2 separate regions of the Capsicum annuum genome follow, and region 2 is linked to region 1. The links are chromatin contacts, called in public Hi-C maps. All regions are on one chromosome and are shown on one strand. Each heading gives the region's core, a stretch centred on a gene start, on an enhancer-like site or on the middle of the called end of the contact. The rest is flanking DNA. Distances are from core to core; before and after follow the strand shown.

Region 1 (6,476 bases), core at 1,052-3,551:
AATTGGGGATTCGGCCCTCTTCGCGATGAACCAATATTGCGGAGGGCCACTGGAAATTGAAAAATGTAAATTTGCTCATCTCCGCGACGCGCTAAAGGCCCAGGTGGCACACTGCCAACTTAAAAGTGCCATAACTCCTTCACCAAGTGTTAGAATTGGGCGAATTTGGTATCGATGGAAAGCTTAATCAATTTCCCACACCATGAAAAGTCTAAATCCAAAGAATTCCACATGAAATAATTATTATCTATTTTGGAAGCCATTATTTAACATTCTAGGGACGGATTTTAGCTAGAAAAAGTACGGGGTATTTCAATATCTCCTCCTTGGAAATATTCGTCCTCGAATGCTACTAGTTAAGTTGAAATTTCTAAGGAATATGAGAATATAAGGTAGCATGCACAACTGAAATGAACTGAATAACTAAATCTAAATTATTCTAAGCTTCTGAGTAGTTCTGTGAGTGCATGAACTTACACGAGGACAACTATATAGCTGAATATATGATTACAAAAGAACTGGATCAAGGAATAGTATTACCTTCAGCTAGATCTGAGTTTGTGGATAAGAGGTGAGGGTACTTGGCTCGCATATCTGTTTTTGCTTCCCAAGTGATGCCCTCAACTGACTGATTCCGCCAAAGAACTTTGACCAATGAAACTTTCTTGTTCCTTAATCTACGGATCTGATGATCTAGGATCTCAACTGGAATCTCTTCGTATAAAAGACTGTTCTGAATATCTGAGCTTTCTAAAGGGACTACAACGATAGAGTCACCGATGCATTTCTTAAGCATAGAGACGTGGAATACAGGATGAATGGCTGACAAGTCTACAGGTAACTCAAGCTCATAAGATACTTTCCCAATGCGACTCAAAATGCTAAAAGGGCCAACATACCAGAGACTAAGCTTTCCTTTCTTGCCAAATCTCTTCACCCCTTTCATGGGTGAAGTCTTCAGATACACTAAATCACCAACCTCAAACTCAAAGTCTCTTCTTCTCATATTTGCGTAAGATTTCTGGCGACATTGGGTTGTTTTCAATCTTTCTCTAATCAGCTTAACTTTCTCCATAACTTCATACACTGCATCGGGCCCTAACAAAGTGACTTCACCCACCTCAAACCAACCTATGGGTGATCTACATCTCCTCTCATAAAGAGCCTCAAACGAAGCCATTCGAATACTATCTTGGTAACTATTATTATAAGCGAACTCAATCAATGGCAAATGCTCATCCCAACTACCTTTGAAATCAAAAGTGCATGCCCTCAACATATCCTCTAAAGTTTAGATGGTCCTCTCTGCTTGACCATCTGTCTGTGGGTGGAAAGCTGAACTAAGATAGATTTGGGTACCAAGACCTTTCTGGAAGGCTCTCCAAACTAGGAAGTGAACTGAGTACCCCTATCTAAAATGATAGACAAGGGAACTCCATGTAATTTAACAAATTCTCGGATGTACAACTTAGCATAATCTTTAGCTGTATAGGATGTGTGAACTGGTAAGAAATGCGCTGACTTAGTCAATTTGTCTACAATAACCCAAATCGAATCATGATAACGACGTTGTTGACACCTAATTTTTTCCCTCGACGGCTAAATTTAATTTCGAGTTTATTTGATCTTCAATAAAATTACAATATTTATTTTACCAAATAAAGAAAACTTTTCAAAAAGTATTTACCGGGGTAATTTCATCATTTTAAGTAGCGATTATGTATCATCGTATTTAATTATACGAAATTATATAATTTTGTTACTCAAATATCTATTTTTATGAAATATCAAATTTTAATCAAGGTTTGTCTTGAAATAAACTTAAATCACTAAACCTTTGATTTAAATATATCTTTATTCTAAAAAATAATTGGATAAATATGTGTTTGATTTTATTAAATCAAGAAGCTCGGGATTAAAGAAAGTATCAATTCGTATCGAATTTTAATTTAATTTAATTTAGTCAATCTATTAGATTTGACTATAATTGAAATCAAATTGGCTATAATTGCTATGCAATTGGCCAATTAACTTTCAATTAGGTTGAAATTTAAACAAAATAGGCTAAATTAGAATTGAAATTCATTTATTTTCAAAATAATCCTAACTCTAATTAGGATTATTTTCTAAATTAATACCCAAAATCGCCTAAATCCATAATCTACCCTTTCCATAAAAATAACCAAACTAGCCTTTCCTTTAAATTATTAACCACATCAGCAGTCCATTCCTTTATTCTCATCATCCAGCCCAATAGCTCCTCACTAACGCCATTTTCAGCAGCCTATCTTTCCAAATCCAACAACCATCCAACCCAGCCAAATTAGGTAAAACCAATCTTGGCCCATTTAAATATTCAACCCAATCAAACCACCGACCCGGCCTATTTTCTTTTCCTCCTTAGCTTCAACAAACAGCAACAGCTTCAAATCAATAACAACAACATTGTGAACCCGATGCCAACTCCAAAAAATCCGAACTGATCTCGAATTCACTGCTCCCACATCGATAGAAAGAGGATTCGACCTCCCCAATCTCTTCTATATAAAAGCGGTCTTGCTAAGCTACAAAGATCCAGGTCTTGAAGGCTGAAAAATCAAGCACTCAAGCAAATCCTTTTTTCTAGTAAAATCTTTGTCTTCGAAAAGGTCGATGGTTAATCGAGGTTGACGAGTCAAGGACTGATCCCTGGTGGTGTTGGAATCTGACATTAGTTCGAAGGTCTAGTTTTGCTGCCCAAGAACAGGTTAGTCATCGATTTTATTTTTTCATTCTTGTTACGTTATAATAGTCGTCGTATTTTTTGATTAAGTATATTGTTTACTGGGATGTAGCTGTAGAGGCCTTGTCGGCCGTAGTATTTGATTGATCGTTATGTCGTTTGTTGAATCTTTGGTTATCCCACGTCGTGTTTTCTTCGAGCACGTTGTTGTGTTGATATATTGATCGGTTAAAGCATTGTATATTCATTAAGTTGCTGCCTTCCCTGTTCATTACATTATTCAGAATTAGAGAATTCCGTTGTGAGATATTGGATCACCGTTAAGCCGTAATCTAGTTAAATGAAAGTCGGATGGGTAGTTCTTGTGATTTATTTGGAAGTTTGAGTTGGGTAGCTTAATTTTATCATGTTCGCCTTCGAAATTACTGTTTCATTCATCCCTAGTATGCCAGTTTTTTTGCATAGTTTGAGTAGTATGATCCATTTGCTGCCTCAGTGACTGAATATTTTTCCTAGTTGCATCTTCTTAAGTGCAACTTCATTTCGACTCACCCTAAAATTTGGCCAATAATTCGAGGTTGCTAATAGGGGTTTATTTCATTCTATTGAATGGAATCGGACTGCCTTCTAACTTTTTGACCCTGGAGGCCAAAAGAAGATAGTGGGCGTATGTCTGTGGCAAGGTCTACCGCCCCATCAGCCCTCGGGAACCTCTTCTTCAACCTTTGGAAAATCATTTCAAGCTGGTCGAAAGAGGAGGGTGAGAATAACCCTGCAGATACTTCTAAGAGGTGCAGGTGATGCTTCTTTTGTGTGCTAATTGCGCAAGAAGTGCTGCTTTGTTCATTCACTGCAAACAAGTTGCCTAGATGTTACAACTTGCCTAATTACATCCTACTTCGAAGAATGTCTAGCTTTTCCCTACATCATTTGCTCCCTTTGTTTTGATAGTTAGATGCATGTCAGTTTTTCGCCATATCCATCTTCGGAATCAAATGCCTATGGTCAATTTTATGTTTCCTCGACTAGTCTTTGTTCATTCAAATTACTTTTCCTTTTCTTTCTTTACTCTTTTGAATCAATTGTGGTTCATTTACCTAGAACTTTTGGAGTTCTGTAAAGCGTCTCCCGACTATCGAATTGTGCTTGAGCGTTTTATTATCTTCCCCCTCTTAATCTGTTTAAAATTCTACGTGTCGTGAATATTGGCCTTTCTCGATGTATTGGTATGAATTTCAATTTAACTAAATTGTAGTTCGCTTGGTAAACAACATAGATTGGTAGCCTGCTTAGTTTAGTTCAGATTTTCTTTGCAAAGCGATGTTTTATTCTTCCTTGGAAAATTATGATATTATGATGTTTTAGTTTCAATTTTACTTTGATGGAGTATGGTGTGTATTATTATATTACATATGACTGCCATATTTGAATTACTATCTTGCAGTCCATTTGAGTCACCACAGACTGTTTGGTTTATCCATTTGTTACATTACTTCTCTATGTAGCAATTTCGTATTGTTGGGTGTATTAATTTCGTTTCTCTTTTTTTTTCCTTTTTGCATGACAACGCCTCGGAGTCCAACTCTATGGTCATTGGTGCATTATCAATCTGGGCCATTGAGGCCAATCCCTCATGAGTCGATTTCAAAGGTCCTCTGAAAATCAATCTCGTAGTGCACGGATACGAAAAGTCGGAAGAGGGAAAATGGATTAAAGTCCCACATTTGAAGCGGCCAAGAGACTTGAAAGTCTCGGTTTCCATTTTATTTATTTATTTATTTATTTATTTAAGTCATTTATTACTGTTGTCTTTATTTATTTAGTTATTTATTTTTATTCATTCATTCGGGCCGAGAAGTCAAAGTTGTATTTAATATAGGTGGAACAAGATTTGAGTCAAAAGGCTCGAAAACTAGATTAGGACAGGTGGAATGGGTCAAAGGCCCGATTAGACTAGGACAGATTTTGTTGGTTTGGGCCCAATGGCCTAAATCATTTACTGTCTCCTCCCTTTCCCCGTTTATGTGTTTACTTGCTTATTTTATTTGTGTAGACTTAGTCAAAATCCCTATTAGGTCGTCTAAAACTGTTTTTACACAAATCTTTTCGACAAAATCAATCACTTTTGAAAAATAAACTTCTTTTAAGGTTAATCAAAGATGATTTTTCAAATAGTCCGGATAACCGCAAGTTAGCGAACGTTTTAGGTGTCTAACACCTTCCTAAAATGTTAATAGGTACTGCTTATTTAGAATCTCTAACTTAAACGATTTTACCGTTTTGAATCGTCTAAGTACATTACAAAGTTTCTTAATTCCTTTTCAAAATTAAGTGACAATTTTTTTCAAAAGTCAAAATTTTGTCGAAACAGACGTGAATGGGGTAAACCAATCACAAAATTCATATTCACTTCTTCCCACTTTCAGGTGGGGATGCTAAACTTTTGCAACGCACCACCCGGTCTTTAGTGCTCTACCTTAACCTATTTACAAGTTGCATGTTTAGCTACGAACTCTGCTATATCTTTCTTTTTACCATTCCATCAATAAATTTTTCGCAAGTCGCGGTACATCTTGGTAGCACCTGGATGAATAGAATAACACGTACCATGCACTTCAACCATAATTCTCTATCTCAAATAATCAACACAAGGCACACACAATCTATTCAGGTACCTTAGCAGTCTATCTCTCCCTTGGAAAAACACCTCTACCTTTTGGTCTTTAACCGACTCCTTCAGTTTGACCAAACTAGAATCCATATCCTGTTACTCTTTCACTTCTGAAATTAGGGAAGATTTGAAACTACTCTGAACCCAAATATTCCCTTCAACTGAATCAACCAACCTAACACCCAATCTAGCCAAACGATGAACTTCTCGAGCTAACTCTTTCTTATCATTCTCCACATGAGCAACACTGACCATAGACAACCCACTAAGGGCATTTGCTACTACATTGGCTTTGCCTGAATGATGCCACATACTCATATCATAATTCTTCAACAACTCCAACCACCTTCTCTGACAGAGATTCAACTCCCTCCGAGTAAAAACATATTAAAAACTTTTGTGGTCCGTGAACATATTAACATGCACACCATACAGATAATGTCTCCATATTTTCAAAGCAAACACTACAACAGTTAATTCCAGGTCATGGATTGGGTAATTCTTTTCATGAGGCTTCAACTGTCTAGAGGCATAGGCTATGGCTTTACCTTTCTGTATCAACACACAACTCAAACCAACTCTAGAGGCATCACAATAAACAACAAAATCGTTTGTACCATCAGGTAATGTTAGAACTGGGGCTGAAGTGAGTCGAGTCTTCAACTCCTGAAAACTCTTCTCGCAGGAATCTGATCACAGGAACTTAACTTTATTTTGGGTCAATTTAGACATCGGAGATGCAGTAGATGAGAAACCTTCAACAAAATGACGGTAGTATCCAGCTAGACCCAAGAAACTCCTAATGTCTAATGGAGAGATAGGTTTAGGCCAATTTCTTACGGCTTCTGTTTTTTGGGGATTGACTCTAATGCCATCGACGGAAACAATATGACCGAGAAAGGAATAGATCTTAGCCAAAATTCACAAATATGACCGAGAAAGGCTATTGATCTTAGCCAAAATTCACACTTTCTGAATTTGGCAAACAATTGATGATCTCTAAGAGTTTGCAAGATAATTCTAGGATGATCTGCATGGTCATCCTTACTGCGGGAGTATACCAGGATATCATCTATGAATACT
Region 2 (6,185 bases), core at 3,492-5,991, 180 kb after region 1:
GGGTCATCAATAGAGATCGCGATCAGAAACCATGCGATTGCGGAAGCACAATCGCAATTGCGATGGAGTGGAAGATTGTCCAAGCGCAGTTTCGTGAATTCATAGAGTTGATCTCAAATCTCAAAAGCTCAAACCCTTGCACAATTAGGGTATCTTGCAACCAATTTTCAATTTTGAGTAGAGAGAAAATACTCTAATTTTGAAAAAGAACAATTGTTATTAAATTTTCAAGAGATTTTTAGTTGTAATTTGAGAATTGAAGTTGGTATTATTCTTGATTTGCATCTTCAATGGAGGCATTGAATGCCAACTTGGGTATATCTCTTGTCTTCAATTTCATGGGTAGCTAAAAAAATTTCATCTTAGGGATGCTTAAATAGGGTGTTAGTGTGTATGGGTGTTGATTCTTAGTCTAAATTATTAGCTATTATTGTTGGGTTTTGCTATTACTCGACGGTTTAAATGAGAATTATGGGTGAAAACCCCAATTTTCTTAGATCCTACATCATCCTTGAAAGAGGAATGTGGGTGATAAAAAATTATGAACAACTATTTGATACAAGTTATTTCTTTAGCATTGTTTTAGAAATAAGGATGTTATGTGATTTAGCTAGCTTGATGAGCATCATCCGAGAAATAGGGATGATGAGTTGAGGTTTTGGATTGATAAGTTTGGCATGCTCATGAGGTATTAGAAAGAATCCATGAGTATAATTTAGTGTATGGTTGAAAAACTAACACTAAGAGTTAAAATCTAGCCTACCTAAATCTTTGAGGAAGAAATGAACTAACCTCAAACACCCATTACATGAATGACCCCTAGGATTGTATAACCCCAAGACTCTTCTCTCATTGGAGTTTATCCATATAATTGTTTGCTCTCGTTTAGTGTCATAGGTTAATTTTGCTCAAACAAATTTCTAAATCATAGTTTTAAATACACAATATGGGTTAACACTTAGTTAACTCTCAATATACATAGGATTTGAAAACAAGATTACACTCCTTGTGGATATGAACCCGACTCTTGTTGGATTTATATTGACGATGACCGCCTTGCGCTACAACAATGGTGTAAGTTGAGAGTTATCACTTCTTCAGTTTTATAAAATCACAAAATTTATTTTATCCGAATAAAAACTTTTCAAAATATTATCTAGGTCATTTTTTCATTTTAAGTAACGATTATATATTTTCGTATTCGTATATACGGAATCATATAATTTTGTTACTTAAATAATTAGTTTACAAAAAATCAAATCTTAATCAAGGATTATCTTGAAAATTGATTCAAATGGGTAAATCTTGATTAAAAAATAGTTTGTACTCAAAAATAATTTATTTGAAAAATAGTTGTTTGATTTGATTTAACCAAGAAATTCGGGATTAATTTGGTACTTAATTCGTATTAAATTGTGATTTAATTTAAGCCAATTTTATTATATTTGGCCACAAGTGAAATAAAATTGGCCACAATTGCAATGTGAATGACCAACTGATTTTCAAATGGGCTAAAACTTAAATAGAATTGATTGAATCTTAATTAATTTGGCTATTTCCCTAATAGCCTAATTTGTTCACCCATTTGAATCCCTAATCTCTCAATTACATCAGTCAATCAATAACACGGTCCAAGACCAATTCAACATTATCCAACCCTTTTCCATTTTTATTTGGGTCAGTAGACCCATAACAACAAACCGGTCTAACAATCCTTATATCTCCTTACTCGATCCAATACAACATTCAGTAAACACCAGCATACAAACAATGGCGTTTTAACAACCAGCAAACAAACGACAACAACAGTCACCTATTTACCAATTTACCCTTCCGTTCAGCCATCTCTTGCTAAACATCAGATGACTTTCATCGTTTTCAACTCGTGCTCACCATTTCGGGCAAAGAATTAATTCCCAGCGTCTCTCTTCTTTGTATCACTGTGAACTTCAATTACTCAAAAAAATGATTCCAAAATTCAGATTTGAAATCCATTTCTTTTCAAATCTGAAACCCTAACTTTCACTCAATTTCCCTATAAATAGATATTGAGGGATAGAGGTTGAGGGAAGGATTTTTTGGAGAAATTTGGGGGTTCTGTAGGTACATGCTTCTAACATCACGCAACCAAAATTTTCTAAGAAAATCATTTGGAAAATCAATTCTAACAAAAAAAAAAGTAAAACTCTGACAATTCAAAATTGAAATTTCGGTGAAATCACGTTTATTTAAAGTTCGTTGTCTCAGCTTACTGTCCTGGAAAATGTAAACACTTCTTCCCTGTTTAATTGTGGTTACCATTAGTTATTTTCTCATGTTAGGAGGATGAATTTCTCGTCTGTTATAGTGTAAGATGGGATTTTATGCTGTAGAAGGCTTTGAAAGTCGTAAGATTTCATATTGATAAAGTTGTATTGTGATAATCCTCTAATCGGATGCATAGTTGTTGTGTAAGTTTCTTTTTTAGTTAGTTTAGTTCTTTTTCTTTCTTTATTTGTTGTATCCTGCTAAAGGCTATGTTGCTAGAACTAGGAGACTTTGTTTATTTTAGTTATCAAATAAGCAGGGATATATTTTTTGCTTAACTGGTGATTTATTTTGTGTGGGTGTTTTCCTAGTTAATGGTGTTTATTTCAGCTGCCAGATTGGATCATTTTTTCTTACTCTTTTTATTAAGTTGTTGTGTTTAGCGGCCAAAGAGTGATTCACTTTTATGACTTGTTCTGTTTCCGCATCTTTGCTGCCTTGTTCCATAATAATATGACATGTTAAGAATTAGTTGGCCGAATAATTTGAAGTGATTATTGGGGAACTATTACAATTGATTTCTTTGTTAGAGATATTTTGTAAAAGTTTTACCTTAAAATTAGATGGCATTATTCCTATATACAGTCTGTCTCACTCCTTCTAAAACATGTAGCACAAGTTATTTCTTTTCTTTTTAATAAAATAAGTGTGGAAGAGCATATTTGATACATGTAAAAAATCAGGCTTGAGATGATTGAATCTCTTAACCGTTCCTTAATATAGGGGGGATATCACTTGGTCTTTGGCTAATGCCTAAGTTCTAAGATCATGTGAATGTTTTGCTCGCCCTACTTGCTATATTGAATTCCTAGTTTAACTAACCTGGTAGTTGTATCTAATGGGGTGAATTCATAGAATTGTTGATGTTCGCTTCCTTTCCCTTGTACCTTTTGGAAATTCCTTAAGTATTTTTAAATTGATTGCATTATAAAGATGTTAGAAATGCTGATGGTGATTTTCCATCGATAATTCTGTTGTTATGGAAATTTGTAGTCATGTCCTAGTCCTTACTTTTTTTTCTTTCTTTTACATTAAACCATCTTTAACGAGTCCAATCGGACTCTTCATTCCTTCACATTCGATATCCGTCGAGTCAATCCCCATCAGCGTCCAAAATGAACTAATACATGAAGAAAATGGACTGATACAGTGCTAGTATATAACAGATATACACCAATATACAGGTTCAGAAAAAGGGAAAGTGAAAAGGGAAGCTAATTTCACGGGTAGAGGACTAGAGGCGCGTATATATGACTGAAATACAGTCGCATATACCTCGTGTATATAGGAAACACAACAAAGTATATCTGTGATATACAGATGATATACATGGATAAAAATGGACTGAAATCCATAGAATTTAAGCACAAAAGTTTGGCAGCCTATTGATGGGCCAAGGAAGGGCCCAACTTCAATTCTTGTCTTTCAGTCCTTGTAGTTTATAATTTATCCTTGTTTATTTGTATTAACTAACATTTTAAATCAATTAATATAGACAAATCCCCTAAGGCATTGTCATTTTATTTTATCTTAATTTTTTTTACTTAATTAATCATTTTTTCACCTAATTTGTCTTGTATAAAAACGGATTAAATTGGGTCTTTCGATTTTCTCCTTGAAACAAGTCTTCTAAAAGTGAGTATTTTATTTTAAGATGACATTCATTTTGTTTATATGACTAATAGTCTACTTATTAAGGCAATTTTCTTCAAACTTAAGAAACTAAATTTTCTTGTAAATTCTAAATTTCCGTAATCAATAAGATACTTTTAATTTGATACGCTCTTAATATTTTTTTTTCAACAGGTGTTATTTAAAACAAAATGGACTTTCCTATGATAATAATAATAAGAAAGTAGCTATATAATCTTCTTCTTTTTCCATAAAAATAAAAAAATATTCCTCTTAAAATCTAAAGAGAAATTGCAATTTAGTTTAATTCAAGTAGAATTTTTCTCGTTTGTATAAATAAATGTCCTTTTTAAATATGTAAATAAATAATTTTAGTATTTTTATAAAATCAAATCTTTGCGAAATTAGCCACTTTAAATTAGTCAAAAAATATTTGATTAACTGTTTTTCAAATGGAGACTCGTAATGTCTTAAAAACCTTCTTAGAGTGTTAAACTAATTTTTTTAATTTTTAAGGTTTATTTATGTTTTAAAATCTTTTAAACTCTTTTAAGTTTTTTGTATAAAAAAAAATTAAGTGGCGACTCTGTAATTTTCTTAAAATTATTTTAAAATTTTCTTGAATTTTTTAAACTAATTTTAAAAAGGTCAAAATTATTTTCTTTCAAATGAAATCTGATAGGATAAACATATAGAACTGATGAAATAAAACATTAAACGAGAAAGGAAGCAGTTGAGGAAGCAAAGGATGAAGATAAGCCGTAGGGTTCGAATACGGCATGAAAATTAACTTTTTCAGCAATAGTCGCTCCGAAGACTATGCCAAATCTGACTACTTCACCAATTACTGAGGAGACTACTAAAGGTAATCGACAGTTCCAATATGGTATGAATCTTTCTTATTACCCCTCTGTGTCAAGAATAGTCGAAAAATGGTGCAAATTAATCTTGTTGAAGTGGAATAAGTGCAAAAAATGGAAAAATACCATAATTGGTCACGTATTAGGGGGGAATTCCGAGCTTCAAGGATATGCTGAAATTTGTCTATGGTGTTTGGAATTTCATTGAAGCTCTTAGGGTTTAACTGCACGATGATGGCTATTTTGTAATTTTGTTTATTAGGTGCTTCAGATAAAAAATTGATTATGCAAAAGGAACCCTACACTACTATAATCGTCCAATGGTACTGAGAAACAGGACTAGAGATTTTAAATTTCAGTTTAAGATATTTCGCATTGGACCAATACAGGTTCTATTTCATGGGTTACTGTTGTATTACTGGGCGGAGGAAAAGTTAGGTAGAATTGCAAGCTCTAAAGGAAAACCAATCTGTGCGGATCGAATGACAACAGAGGTGGGGAAGATTTCCTATGCTAGAGTCCTCATGGAGGTGATATCACTCGAAAGTTATCGGAGGAACTTTACCTTGAGAAACCTGATGGATCAATACTAGTGCAAAGTATTGAATATGAATGAAAACCTCAAGTATGCGCACGCAACTTGTCACCACCAAATAGGTCATGATCAGGCCAACTACAAGCAAGAACAGGAGAAGCTAGCCCAAGGCTCCAGGAAAACCTAAACAGGTTAACAAAACCATGGGTCTACAAGTAGCTTCCTAAAGAGGCTTATCAAGCATGCACGAACATTAGTGAACCTAGCACTAGTGTACTTATTGAGCAGCAGTTGTAGAAAAAAAATCAACAGGTTGAGTATGACACACAATTCATTATACTAAGTCCTAGTCTGCCACAAAAAGAGACCGCAAGTACTGAAGTCACAAAAATACACCCAGATGTAAAGTTGTAGGAGAAGGAAATAGGGTATACTAATGGATCAAGCAGGGCTAAAGCACCTGCCTCAGTTGATCCACCATGATTTTCAGCTCTTGAAATATAAGAGGGCTTAATAGGCTCTTTAAGAAGAAGGATTTGATCACCTTCTTGCTCAACAATAAAGTTGACTTAATGGGATGTTTAAAGACTAAGATACAGGCAGACAATGCTACTAAGGTGAAAAGAGTACTATGGGCTAAATGGAGTACTTTTGTTGAATATCCTACTACTTTTAATGGTAGGATTTGGTTGATATGGAATGATGCAAACATGGAGGTCACTGTCCTCACCACTACAATATTTTTCAACACTTTTCAGGGGTATCTGGTTTGTATGCCAACATAGAGAAAAGTTGTATGTGCAATTCAGGAGATAATTCAGAATTTAAAACTCAAATGCTTGAAGAACTTA

The links. A called contact is a pair of places that touch in the nucleus more often than the background predicts.
Region 2: a Hi-C map of leaf shows a contact between it and region 1, with 2.6 times the contacts expected there. The contact joins two enhancer-like sites. A contact is called at or near these places in 2 of 5 Hi-C or Micro-C datasets (leaf and placenta).

What each region holds. Positions count from the first base shown.
Region 1 is chr9:114,354,825-114,361,300 of UCD10Xv1.1, forward strand. No RefSeq gene overlaps it. Among protein-coding and RNA genes, the nearest start is that of LOC124887363, 5.4 kb to the left of the region's middle. Within about 2 kb of position 2,302, at least 5 of the 5 cell types and tissues checked have an H3K27ac peak or open chromatin away from gene starts, as enhancers often do. A contact at or near this core is called in leaf, where this site is marked.
Region 2 is chr9:114,530,505-114,536,689 of UCD10Xv1.1, forward strand. No RefSeq gene overlaps it. Among protein-coding and RNA genes, the nearest start is that of LOC107842516, 22 kb to the right of the region's middle. Within about 2 kb of position 4,742, at least 5 of the 5 cell types and tissues checked have an H3K27ac peak or open chromatin away from gene starts, as enhancers often do. A contact at or near this core is called in leaf, where this site is marked.